Regions from separate parts of the Zea mays genome. Here regions 1 and 2 are each linked to region 3. The links are chromatin contacts, called in public Hi-C maps. All regions are on one chromosome and are shown on one strand. The core of a region is the stretch at or near the end of the contact, and the rest is flanking DNA. Distances in the headings are between cores, read along the strand shown. Region 1 has its middle 11 kb from the start of LOC103641656. Region 2 holds the start of LOC100275584 (putative protein of unknown function (DUF668) domain family protein). Region 3 holds the start of LOC100382999.

Region 1 (4,228 bases), core at 850-3,349, 280 kb before region 3:
GCCCCGCCGGAAGGGGAGCCCATCGCTGGAAGCTGGAACGCTGGCTGGCTGGACGCTGGATGGATGCATGGCGTGCGTCGGCGTCGAGACGGTTCGTGTCATCAACTCATCATCATTCTCCGCCGGCGGTTGGCTGCTTCGGCCGGCGCCGGCTCCGCGGATCCGCCGTCGTCGTCTAGTTAGCTTCGCGAGGAGAAAGGCGTCGGTGGTGCGGCGCCTGCCCCCCCTGTCGCCGTCGCCGCGCTATGATGATTATTCCCCAAACCAACCCGGAGGAGGGCTGGACGGCGACGGGAGGTCATGCTCCGTCCTCTGACCTCTCCCGGGCGCACTGCACCTGCACGTCGGCGTTCCGTTCAGCAGGTGTCTTGTTGGACACCAGTAATGATCGTTACGAGTGCTAGCTATAGTAGTGCGCAAAGCTGCTTTTTTTTTTGCGCGCGCGCGGTGACACTTTTGCTGGATTCTAGCTAGGCAACAGTAGCGTTACACGCTGGATGGACGCCAAGAAGGGCATCGGCAGGGCGAGGAAGCAGCGCTTGTCGCGTCCGGGGGCAAGAAAAAAAAAACAAGCATGCATGTATTTTGACCAGTGAGGAAACAACACATGCGTGGCGTGGACCGACATGCGCGCGGCCGTCCTGTTCTTTCTCGACGGGACAGAGCCTGTTGCTCCGCTGCAGGAATCTAGCTGTTACAAAATATGTTACCATGATGTGATCAACCCTTGTCAGTTCTTTCCCAAGGGACACACCCCTTGGGAGACACTATTTTGTACTTATATATAAACAGTGTACTCTCTGCAATAAAGACAACCGTGACTTCATTTGTATTCTCTCTGTCTCTCTCCACTGAGTATACTTCAACACGTTATCAGCACTTTGCTCGCCAAAACAGAGAGAAATAACAAGGATTATGGGTACACGCTATGCCAGAATCATCATGATGAAGTCCTTGTCCGATTGCAGCACGCACAAGCAGCGCTCCTTCATGTAATCAGAGAAGCCTGATTTTACAAGGTACGAACAACAAACTTACCAAGTTCATAATTAATGAACAAATCTGCCACTCCAGTGAGAACTCCTGCGCTCGCTGCACTGCATGGGGCGACCCAGCCTCATTGCGCAGGCGCGCGGCTCTGACTGCGAACGCGGGCAGGGCGCCTCCCAGCCTGGGTGTCGGTTTTAGGCGCGTCAGTCGGCGTGTGTGAAGCTAGCCCCGACACGGGCGCGGCTGGTCACCGGCGCGCGGCTAGAGCGGGCTTGGCAGGGTCCCGGCGGGGACGTCCTGGTGCGGCTGTTTGGCGCAGCGTCCTGTGCCTCGGCATGAGCGCGCACGGAGGACCGGCGGCGTTTCCCTGGCGGCCGCGCGCCCGACCAGGCAACCGCGGACGCGGCTCCCTGCGCAGGCTGGCCCTCGGCGCGGCACGGTTTGGGCGCGGCTGGTCGGGCCCTGGCATGGATGGCCCGTCGCCGATGAGGCCACGGTCGGCCCCAGGCGCGGAGGGCCTCTCGCCGGGTGCTGCTGGCTCCTGGCGCGACGCAGGCGCGTCCGGCCCCCGAAGACGCTCGGGCGCGGCAGCGGTTGGCCCCGGCGCGGGTGCAGCTAGCCCTCGGGAGACGGCGGACGAACGCTACCCGGGCGGCGCGGCATCGACTCTGGCAGAGGGCAGGCGGGCCCCCACGGCCCCCACACGCGCAAGCAGGCCTGCTCGGCCTCCACGTGGGCACGAGCAGCGAGATGCTCTGCCTCCGGGCAAGGGCACAGCCGGCCTCGGCCTCGGCCTCGGACCTAGCGCAGGGGCGGGCGCGGTCCGACCCCAGCACCAGCACCCATGCATCCCAGCGCGGCGCGTGCCCGGTCGGCCGGCCTCGGCAAGCCCCGGCGGACCACGGCGGTCCTCCTCGGGCGCGACTCCTCGGCTGGAGCGCTCCTGGCGGCTCGGCCACGGCCCAGCCGACGTGGATTGGGCGTGAGCGCTCCTCGACGCGAGCGCGCTCGGCGGCGGTGCGGTGAAGGCGCAGGTCCGGCGGCGGCCGAACACCCTGGCGGCGGCTGGGGCGCTCCCTGGAAGACGACGGCTGGAGCGGTTAGGGTTTGGAAAACCTAATCGCCCCTATTTCTAATGGGCTTCGTGGCCTCAGTTGGGCCGTTTAGGCTGGCCAGCCAGGCTGGGCCGGCGTGCTGGCCACCAGGCCGCTGCCTGGCCCGCCTGGTAGGCCGCCTTGGCTGTTTTCAAGGGCCCAGAATGGCCCATTTTATTATTTTAAATTCTGAATTTTAAGTATAAGACTCTGTTTTATATATCAATTCAGTTCTAACTTGTGTTAGTGTGTATAAATTTGACATTTCGACTGCAAATTGTACTATATATATTGTACATACTTGTCTGTTTTATTATAAATCTGGCAGACTTTAATTTGTGAATTATCTTTGTTTTTACATTTATAATTCACATATTTTCGACTTGCTTTGTTTTTGCATTCTTTTATGATTGCATGGATAACATAGCACATAAATAAGTCGAAACTAATGGTCCTCATGCAAAATGATATTGCATTTTTAGAAAAGCATAGGGTGATAGAGTCCTAAGCACTGGCTCCGCTAAATTCTTTATAGAATTTAGTAGCCCAGAGACCGTGCTTTAGGCCGCATTTGAAATGCCTATCACTATGAGGTCTACATCTTTCGAGATGATTACCTATACGTGCTACCCAAAAAGATCACGGACCAAGCAGGCGTCGCGGGCTATGGAGCCAGGCTGGACGCTGCAGTCATGCTGACTGCTAAAAGAATTCTTTTAATTAAGTTCTACTTAATTAAACGATGAATTCTTGCAAAATATGACACATATTTTGAACTTGGGATATTTCAACATATGATGGAGATCTAGGCTTTGGCTGCAATAAATTCTTGGAATTTATTTGCCCTGAGACCAAGCTTTTAGACAGCAAAATGTTATTTGCCCATCAGTAAGAGGTCTACATCATATGGTTATGATGATTACCTATGTGTTCTCTCAAGTAGATATGTTGGAGATGTGATGTTGGTTATTCACTTTTATGGTGATTTCCATTTTATTTTTGAAATATTGGTCAAGCACAGGGTAGTGGAGTCCTAAGCATTGGCTGCGGTATGTTCTTTGAATATATCAGCCCAGAGACCATGCTTTCAGGCAGCAAAAGTTTTGCCCACTACCGAGAGATCTACTCCATTGTTTCATTACATGGAGATTATCTACGTTGTGTACACCGATTTTCAAAAATCTTTGGGTACACTTTATGTGATACCTAGAGTTCTCCAGCATATAAAGATATGATATATTTTGCGGCATATTACAACATCAGAAAATGGTTAATCCATTTGGAGGATAATTATTTAATAGAGTTTGATGAACTCGCCTACTGGGCTTAATTATCCTCAATGTTCATTAGATATCAAGATCATTTTTGCATGATATGGGAATTCACCTCTTCAATTTGGAGGAAATGAGATGCTCCCTTTCTCTTGTGGTTCTTATGAAAAGAACTAATGTGTTTTTGTGGCTTGATGTGCAAGCGCAAAATGAATAGCAAAGAAAATCATAAGTCTTGTGGACTTATGAGTATGTGTCTACATTATGTTGTAGACTAACACTTTGTATTCATATATTTTGCTTGAAAGCAAATATATAAGCACATTAAAAAGGGAAGAGAAATGAGTATGACAAACTCTTTTGTCATTACACTATATGTGATATAGTGTTGTATGCCTAAGCATCTAATCATGTATATGGAATCCCAATAGATGCATACTACTCATGAAAGCTAAGATATGAAGTGTACTTCAATCTTCCATCTGACATGATAACAGTGGTTAGTTGTGTAAATCATGATTTGGACTAATCATGTAACAACACTTCTTTTTCTAAGAGAAGACCACTTTGTTAGATGATTTGCTATTGAGTTGAAGACTCATTGATTTGAGTTGTGCAAACTTGTACAGGGATTCTTCCAATTGAGGAAGAAACATGCAATGTGGAGAATTGAGCCACAAACTCTATAACTGGGGAAACAAAATATTATGATTTTCCTTTGGAAAGAGGAAAGAACATTTTGACAATCGCTTCATGCGATATCATGATATGTTAATATCAAGTCCCCTTTGGTAATGGAAGTATGAAGGATGTGTTGATCTATCCTAGTTTTACCTTACCATATTATAGAGATATCCATAAAATTACTATCAT
Region 2 (4,267 bases), core at 1,544-4,043, 360 kb before region 3:
TATCCAAGTTTCAACATAATCAATACTTCACTTTATCATTTTCATATGGGGATTTGAGGTTATGTTCTTATATAATGTTTATTGTTCCTGGTAACATATTTGCAATTTTTGGTCGATAGTGGAATATTTTATGAATTTAAATGCATTTTGATAATTTTCTATAGAAAAAATTATAATAATACACAAATAGTCTCAAAAAATCATGAAATTTGACGGAGGAGCAATATATGTCCATATAGCATCCACAAAAATGTTTAGGCCATAAAATCTAAACATTGCCAACATTTCTTTCAATTCACTTTCACTTGTTACGTGAGTTACATGTGATATCACCTTAACTATCCAAATTTTAACATAATCAATACTTCATTTTATCATTTTCACATAGGGACTTCATATTATCTTTAATAGAATGTTTATTGGTCCTGGTAACTTATTTGCAATTTTTTGGTAGACACTAGATTATTTTATGATTTTAATTACATTTTGATGATTTTTTGTAGAAAGAAATTAATAATACACAAATAGCCTTAGAAATTCATAAAATTTGACGGAGGGTTAACATTTGTCTACATAAAATTCTAAAAAAATGTTTGGGCCATAAAGTCCATAAGATGCCAGTGATTCTTTTCATTTTCTTACACTTGTTGTGTGAGTTACACGTGAAATGAGCTTAAGTATCCAAGTTTCAACATAATCTTTACTTCACTTTCTCATTTTCATGTAGGGACTTGAGGTTATCTTCTTATGGAATGTTTATTAGTTTTGATAACTTATTTACAATTTTTTGTCGATACTATAATATTTCATGGATTTAAATGCATTTTGATGATTTTCTGCAAAAAAGAAATTAATAATATGCAAATAGTCTCAGGAATTCACGAAATTTGGCGTATGAGTAGCATATGTCCATATAGCATCCTCAAAAATGTTTGAACCATAAAAACCACAAGATGTCATCAATTATTGCATTTTCACTTATTTGTGAAACCCGTAATGATTACAACCACCATAATAATAAGTGAAACCACATATCATAATAACACGTGAAACCACATATCATAGTTCTCAATATTTTATGAATTTAATTGCATTTTAATGATTTTCTACATAAACAAATTAATAATACTCAAAATATCCTTAGAAATTCATGGATTTTTATGGAGGTGTAGCATATGTGCACATATAATCCTATAAAATGTTTGGACTAAAGGAGGGGCTAAATGATTATAACATGATATGTGTGGAATGATGTCTTACACGATATCCGACAAAAATATTCGTTACCGACGCTATCCGTGTCCGATTAGCTCCGTATTCGATCCACGACTATCCGTATTCGTATTCGAGAACATCCGTATTTGTATTCGTATTCGAATTCGAATCCGACTAAAAATATGAAAACAAATATGATTTTATTGATATCCGTCCATATTCGATCCGATTACACCCCCTAATGACAAGACTCGTCTTGTTGCTTACCGTCGATGGTGACTTGTGTTGTCTGTATTTGTTCTCCTTGTCCTAGTTCTCTCGTGCCCAATATTTATTTGCTCATGTTATATAAGTGGGTTATTGTTGACACAGTTGTTTTAGTTAGTACTCGAATATTTATCGCTGACTAATTAATTTTTGAACTAAAACATGCGTTTTTATCAATATTGTTGTTGCCGGTAGTGTAGTCATAGTCGTTTGTAGTTGTTACGATTATTGTTGTTGTTTTTCTATTATACCTAGTTTGGGCAACCTTTTCTTTATCAATATAATTAACAGCTCTATATGTAATTCGTTTTTTTTAAAAAAAAATAGAGCTATGTGGATGGATTGTAAACAGACCGGCGATTATATTAATAATGATGAAATATAGTAGGTGGTACGATTACAAAATTATATAATGACGAGGAGATTGTGTTTCACACCGGTCCGAAAAGACAAATGCGTCACCTAACCCCTAATCACGTCATTGATATCTAATTAATTGTATCTCTAACACGTCAACGGATATAACATTGTTTGATCCGGTATGGTGATTATAGTAGCAAGCACTCCATTCATCTACAAAAAAAATATAATAATGATATTCGTATCAATCAAATTGATTTAAGTTTAACTAAATTTATAATAAAAAAGTATTGACATTTATATCTCCAATAACTTTTTAGTATAAATACATATTTTATAATTAGTCTAATAATATTTATTTAGTATTTCTATATAGCTTTAGTGAAAATTTAAATTGTGGGATTTAAAAAAAATAAGAATTACATTTTTTTACGTAGTGAGTACAACTATACTACTTCTGAAACGATATGCCAAGAAGAAAATTAAAACGGCCATTTTAGGCCAATAATGTGATACTAATAACTTTATATCTGTTTGAAAAGCTGCCTGGTCGTCGAGGCAGCCAATCCAGGCTTTCGTCTGGCTCAAGAGTCAAGCCACCATCCAAACAATGCCCACGAGTTTTTTTCAACCAAAAAAATTAAACCAACCGGTGCAGGAACAGGAACGTGCCCCCCACTCCGTAGCTGTCACTGTCGGCAGCAAGCGGCCAGCGGGTGAGAGCTGAAAAGCGAGCTAGATTCGTCAGCAACCTGCAGGCCCGGGCCGGCCAGCCAGATCCATCCTCCTCATGCCGGCCGGCGGCGACCCAGCGCGCGCGCGGTTGGCGTTTCCAAGCGTGCGACCGCACACGCGCGCCCGTAAAAAAAAAGAAAAAGAAAAATCAGGGTCAGCGCGTGGACTCGGCCCTAGGGAAGGATTAGGAGTGATCGAAATCGAATCGGCGGCCACCCGGCACCCTGCCCGCCTGTCGACACTGTCGGGTCCGGTTGGTGCCCCAGCGAAAAGCAAAAGAAATACTACTACCGGAAGAAACTGCCTCCTCCTCTCCTCGCTTCTCTCTTTGGAGGCAGGCGCAGGCGGGCGAGTGGTCCGGTACACCTCTAGCTGCAGATCCCAGCTCGCGCGGTCCAGCAGGCCAGCACTAAGCTCCCTCCCTCCTGTCCACCTGGACAGCGCGCCCGATCGTGAATCGTCGCTTGCTCTGGAGAAAGCTTGCATTTTTTTTTCGTTTCTTCTTCTTCTTCTTCTTCTTCTTCTTTTTTTTTTTGCTTCGCATCCTTTTTTCCTGGCGCGGTTTCCTTTGTACGGGAAATTTTCGGTTGGTGCGGTTGGTTGGTCATTTTCCCGCACCTTCTCTTTGGTTCTTGCTCGAGAGCGCCATCTTTCCTGCTACCCGTTGACTCGGGCGGGCATTCCGTCGAGCACCTTCCGTGCGGTGTGGGGAGCGACGGTTCCTGGTTTCTCGGGGACGTTCCTTGATGCCGCTGTTGTGTCAGGCGCAGGATTCTAGCGGATGGAATGCCACAGCTGGTACGGTATGTGATGCTTTCGCTGTCCTGGACTCCTAGGTGCCTCTCCTTTTTTTTTTGTTGGTAAACTAGGCTGGATTGAATTTATTGGAGAATTTGGCTCATGTCGATTTCTGTTGTTCCGCAGCGCTGAAATCAAGAAGATCTGTAGCGATCGCTGGTGCGGGGTTTGAAGATGCTGCAGAAGGCGCCAGCGATCTTGGTGACACGATGAGTCTTGCACGCAAGCAGAAGGTTGTCAAGGAAACAGTGGAGATGGAGGAGGAGCAGGAGTTTGTTTGGAAATCTAACCTGCTCCCCTACAAGGATGATGATGCCTTCGTTCTTCCTGAGAGTAGCAAGGAGGAATACGCATCAACATCAGGAGACACAGCTCCGTCTGGCAAAATGGACCCCAGGATAGAAAGGTCTGGAAGCAATGGGACAAGCAAGGCAAGTGGTGGACAGAAAGTCAATTGATTTTCATTTCGCATATAATGTTTAGCTAAATTAGTGACAAGCGAACATTTTTAAGATTTTCAGCTTTAATTCACGTTACATCTGTGAGCGAATACATGCCAATTACTTAACCTATATTGCTTAATTTTAGCTTAGCCACGTGACTGAAAGCAAATGTGTGGTGTCCTGAAATCCTTACCTTTCATAGCAGGTCCCTAGACTGGGTTCCATGCTTGGGACAGCCAGCATGGCTGGATTTGGCAAGGCAGTGGAGATTCTAGACACGTTAGGCTGCTTGATGACGACCTTGAGCTCAGATGGTGGCTTTGTTTCCAGGACCAAGACCAAAGGATGCAAGATATCAATTCTTGCTTTTGAGGTTGCCAACACAATACTTAAAGGTGCTAGTATTATGCAATCTCTCTCGGAAGACACTGTCACATACTTCAAACAGG
Region 3 (3,976 bases), core at 884-3,383:
CGTGGAAGGGCACAAAGGTGGGTGGTGTCGTAGAGCACGGGGTTGATGTCGAGGAGGTGGCCCTGGTGACCCTCGGTGAAGTCGTGGCCCTGGTGGTGGAGCGCGACAATGGCGGGTAGGAGATGGCGGTAATCTCGGGGGGCGAGGGTCACTGAAATCTGGCCAGGGTGTGCGGCAATGTTGGGGGAAGGGTGGGTCGGTGGGCGCGGCGAGCTCGCTCATCTCGTCGCTGAACCGTGCGACGGTGAGGACGGCGTTGTCTCGGTGGCGCGGGGGATGGGCGGGGAGCACGCTGGATGCAGGGGCGGGAGCGGCGTCGAGGTGGGGAAGAGGCAGGCGGGCAGGGCGAGGAAGAGGCCCGTGCGGACGGAAGAAGCGGCGGCTGCGGTATTGATTGGAGGATGCGGCAGCCGCGATTCGCGGCGCGACAGTCGGGGCGGGATGGGCGCGTCCGGGTTTGGCAGAACCGTGCGTCATTCTATTGTGGACGTCTACATTATGTACATAATAGTAGTAGAGATTAGAGATGTTTGTGAATCCTCTATCTACCTTAACGCTAGTACGATGTTCAGTCGAAATAATACTATGGAACAGGTCCTTCATCAGATGCCTCAAATGCCCCGCATTGTTATTACACGCATGTGCTTACCCTTGACTGTAGTCACTATACGTGTTTTGGTTTGTTCTCTACTATGTGTCTTGATTTGTTCTCTCATCATCAGGCATTGGGTTATGCTAATATCTGTCACTATGCGTTTTTTTGCTTTGTTCTCTCAAGGCATCGGATTATACTAATATCTCGATTTATCTTGTGAATTATAGGCTATGTTTTGTCTGACTATTGAAATAAGCAGCATCTCCAACAACTCCCAAACAGTACTTTGAAAATTTTATTTCTCCAACAGCTCCCATTATGTGCTCCCAATTTACTTCTCCAATAGTTCTTGACTATTTTTGGCACAAAATAAGGAGTTGTTGGTGTTGTATGTGTTTTTTTTGGCTCTTTATAGTTTTAAGAAGAGCCCAATATAATAATATTAAAATCTGTTGGAGATACAGTGATGTTTGAATGGACTAAAACTAATAGTTAGTTGGCTAAAAATTGTTAGTAAAATTAGCTAGATAACAAATAGTTACCTAACTATTAACTAATTTACCAAAATAGCTAATAGCTAAATTATTAACTAGGATGTTTAGATGTCTCAACTAATTTTAGCCACTAACTATTAGCTTTAGTGCATCAACATAGGGGTGGATAACGAGCTAGCTCGGCTCGTCCGAGTTCGAGCTGACTCGTTAAGCTAACGAGTCAGCTCGGTTCGGCTCGTTAAGGTAACGAGCCACAGAGTCAGCTCGGCTCGGCTCGTTTAGCTCGCGAGCTAGAGCAGAAAAAAATAAAATATACATAATTATTATTTTTAGTTAATTTCAAACTAATGTAACAATAGAAAATAGTAATTATACTCAGAGTTTCACAAACCACGTCAATATAACACCAAATTAGCACAATTCATCACTCATTAATTCACAATTCATCACTCATTAATTCACAATTCACATACATGTTCATCAGTTTAACCCATAATTATATTTGCATATACCAAATTAACACATAGACATAGTTCATTAATCATTAGCTTAATTCATAGGCCATAGACATCTCATATATATAACATATTCATCAATTATTCTGTAAATGATATGCATATAATTTCGTTTTGCTAGAATATGGTAGCTCGTTTAGCTCGCGAGCTGGCTCGTTAACGAACCGAGCTAGGATGTCAGCTCAGCTCGTGAAAAAATTCAAACGAGCCGATCCAAGCTGACCATGAACCGAGCGAGCCAGCGAGCCACGAATATTTCGTCCAGACCTAATCAAACATCCCTGCTCGGGCTAAAACGAAGCTTTGCTACGTTCGCGGGGCTAAATACAAAAAAAACCGATGAGGAAATTGGATGGAAGCCAAAAGCCCCAAATGCTGTGCGCCTGTGGCCTGCGTGGACTGGATTAACGAAATTTGGCTACTCTTATATTGGGCTTGGCCTTCTTCCCTCGTTATCAGTTTGGGCTGCAAGTTTCGATCTCCAATTTCGCTGGAAATACTGAAGGGCTGAGGATCTTCACTGCGGAACTTGGGTAGGGCGAGTGGGCGACCGCCACAGCTCGACGGCAGGGTCGCCACTGCTGGCCATCACCGACGAACACCACCACCGGCCGCGGACGAAGGGACAGCCAAGCCCTATCCCACCGACGTCTTCCACCGTGGACACGCCCCCCCCCCCCCCCCCCCCCCCCGGCTTCCCTTTCCTGCCCTCTGCCGGGTCGGGTGGGACTGCAGCGGCGTGAAGTAGAGATCCAGGGGGACTTGGATCGTTTTATCCGTTCCTAGGTACGTGTAAAAAGCTTATCCCGCCCTGTTGCAGTTTGTCCATTCGTCCGTCAGATCTAGTAGTTTGTTTCTCTCCGTTCAGTTATTCGCGGATTCGTTTGCTGTCATCTAATCCGACCCATCCACCCCACCCATGGATCCATTAGGTCCTTCTTCCTATTCCCAGCGCACAAGGCTATCTTATCCGAGCTGCTGGGGGTTGAGTGCGAGGTCCCGTTGACGGTGGAGATGGACAAGTTGCGGCAATTCGGGCGGAAGGCATGGTTCATCGTGCGTGTGATGTCTGGTTACGAGGAGAAGAGGATCCGGTCCTACAGGCTGCAGCTGCAGAAGCGCATCGAGATGGCAAGTATTTTTTTCCCGCGAATTTCATGGATAATGTAGTAGTGCCTACTGTCCTTTAATTGTGGAACCAACATTTCCTGGTAAAAGTAACCATTTTTTTTGCTTTCTAAGTGCATGACACCAAATATTCTAGTTGTCTACATGTGCTTTTGTTTTGCTTTCGGTCGGTGGTGGATCCAGAAACGACGCAGGGGGAGGGGGGTTGGGCCTTCTAGGCCAGATTTATTATGGAATAATGAGGAAGAAAAGTTAGGAGTTGTAATCATTTTTTAGGAGCATTATAGAGAGTAGAAGAAGGACCTACATATAGTTTTCATCGACTTAGATTATAGAGAGTAGAAGAAGGACCTACATATAGTTTTCATCGACTTAGAGAAGGCTTATGTCAAAATACCAAGAAATATGATGTGATGGGCTTTGGACAAACATAAAATTCCAACGAAGTACGTTGGAATCATTAAGGATATGTGCAACAATGTTGTGAGTAGTGTTCAAAAAGTTGATGGAGACATGTATGACTTTCCAATTAGAATATAAAAAAAAACCTCAGCTGGGGAGGGAAAGACCGCCCTCCCGATATTAGATTAAGAGATCGAATCATCGAAACATGGTCCTGACCGAGAAAACCCTCGAACCCTGGCTCCCCATCACTAACGGGTTGATCAACTGCCTACTCTGCAACGACCTAGCCGGAGGGTGGCACGTAGGATATCGATCCCCGAGAGCGGGCGGGGTACAACGAGGTTTTTTTTAGCCAAGCTTGAAATTCTCCCCGAGGGGAATCGAACCCGGGACCTGAAGGTGCTACTCGGAACCTTAGCCATTACGCTAGATGCCCTTTCACTTACAATTAGAATATGACTACATTAAAATCAACTTTGAGCCCTTATCTTTTTTATCTTGGTGATGGATGAAGTCACAAGGGTCGCATACAAGAGAATATCTCTTGGTGTATGCTTTTTACGGATGATATAGTGCTAGTTGATGAAAGCCGGACATAAGTAAATATGAAACTTGAGTTGTGGTGGGAGACTCTAGAGTCTAAAGGTTGTAGACTCAGTAGAACTAAAACCGAATATATGAGACATTACTTCTGCGCTACTACATATGAGGAATGTCGGTGTTTGGACCGCGGGTCCTTAACCAACCAGTAATGTGTCGCGTGGCCGGCTTTAGATGGTGTGCGAGATGACACAAGCGATTATCCTGGTTCGGGCTTCTCGAGGTCCTACTTCCAGCAG

Evidence for each region. Hi-C and Micro-C count contacts between places; a contact is called where the count stands out from the background.
Region 1: a Hi-C map of endosperm shows a contact between it and region 3, with 6 times the contacts expected there. The contact joins the enhancer-like site here to the promoter of LOC100382999 in region 3. A contact is called at or near these places in 5 of 25 Hi-C or Micro-C datasets (bundle sheath, ear, endosperm and 1 more).
Region 2: a Hi-C map of ear shows a contact between it and region 3, with 4 times the contacts expected there. The contact joins the promoter of LOC100275584 here to the promoter of LOC100382999 in region 3. A contact is called at or near these places in 6 of 25 Hi-C or Micro-C datasets (ear, leaf and tassel).

Annotation. Positions count from the first base shown.
Region 1 is chr10:120,077,167-120,081,394 of Zm-B73-REFERENCE-NAM-5.0, reverse strand. No RefSeq gene overlaps it. Among protein-coding and RNA genes, the nearest start is that of LOC103641656, 11 kb to the left of the region's middle. Within about 2 kb of position 2,099, at least 20 of the 20 cell types and tissues checked have an H3K27ac peak or open chromatin away from gene starts, as enhancers often do. A contact at or near this core is called in bundle sheath, ear, endosperm and 1 more, where this site is marked.
Region 2 is chr10:120,162,316-120,166,582 of Zm-B73-REFERENCE-NAM-5.0, reverse strand. It overlaps LOC100275584 (putative protein of unknown function (DUF668) domain family protein), which reads left to right and starts at 2,793. Exons shown (of 13, transcript NM_001149635.2): 1 at 2,793-3,380; 2 at 3,502-3,806; 3 at 4,024-4,267. The coding sequence starts at 3,359.
Region 3 is chr10:119,797,191-119,801,166 of Zm-B73-REFERENCE-NAM-5.0, reverse strand. LOC100382999 reads left to right here and starts at 2,133. Exons shown (of 4, transcript NM_001175682.1): 1 at 2,133-2,390; 2 at 2,537-2,735. The coding sequence starts at 2,619. It also overlaps the pseudogene LOC103642750.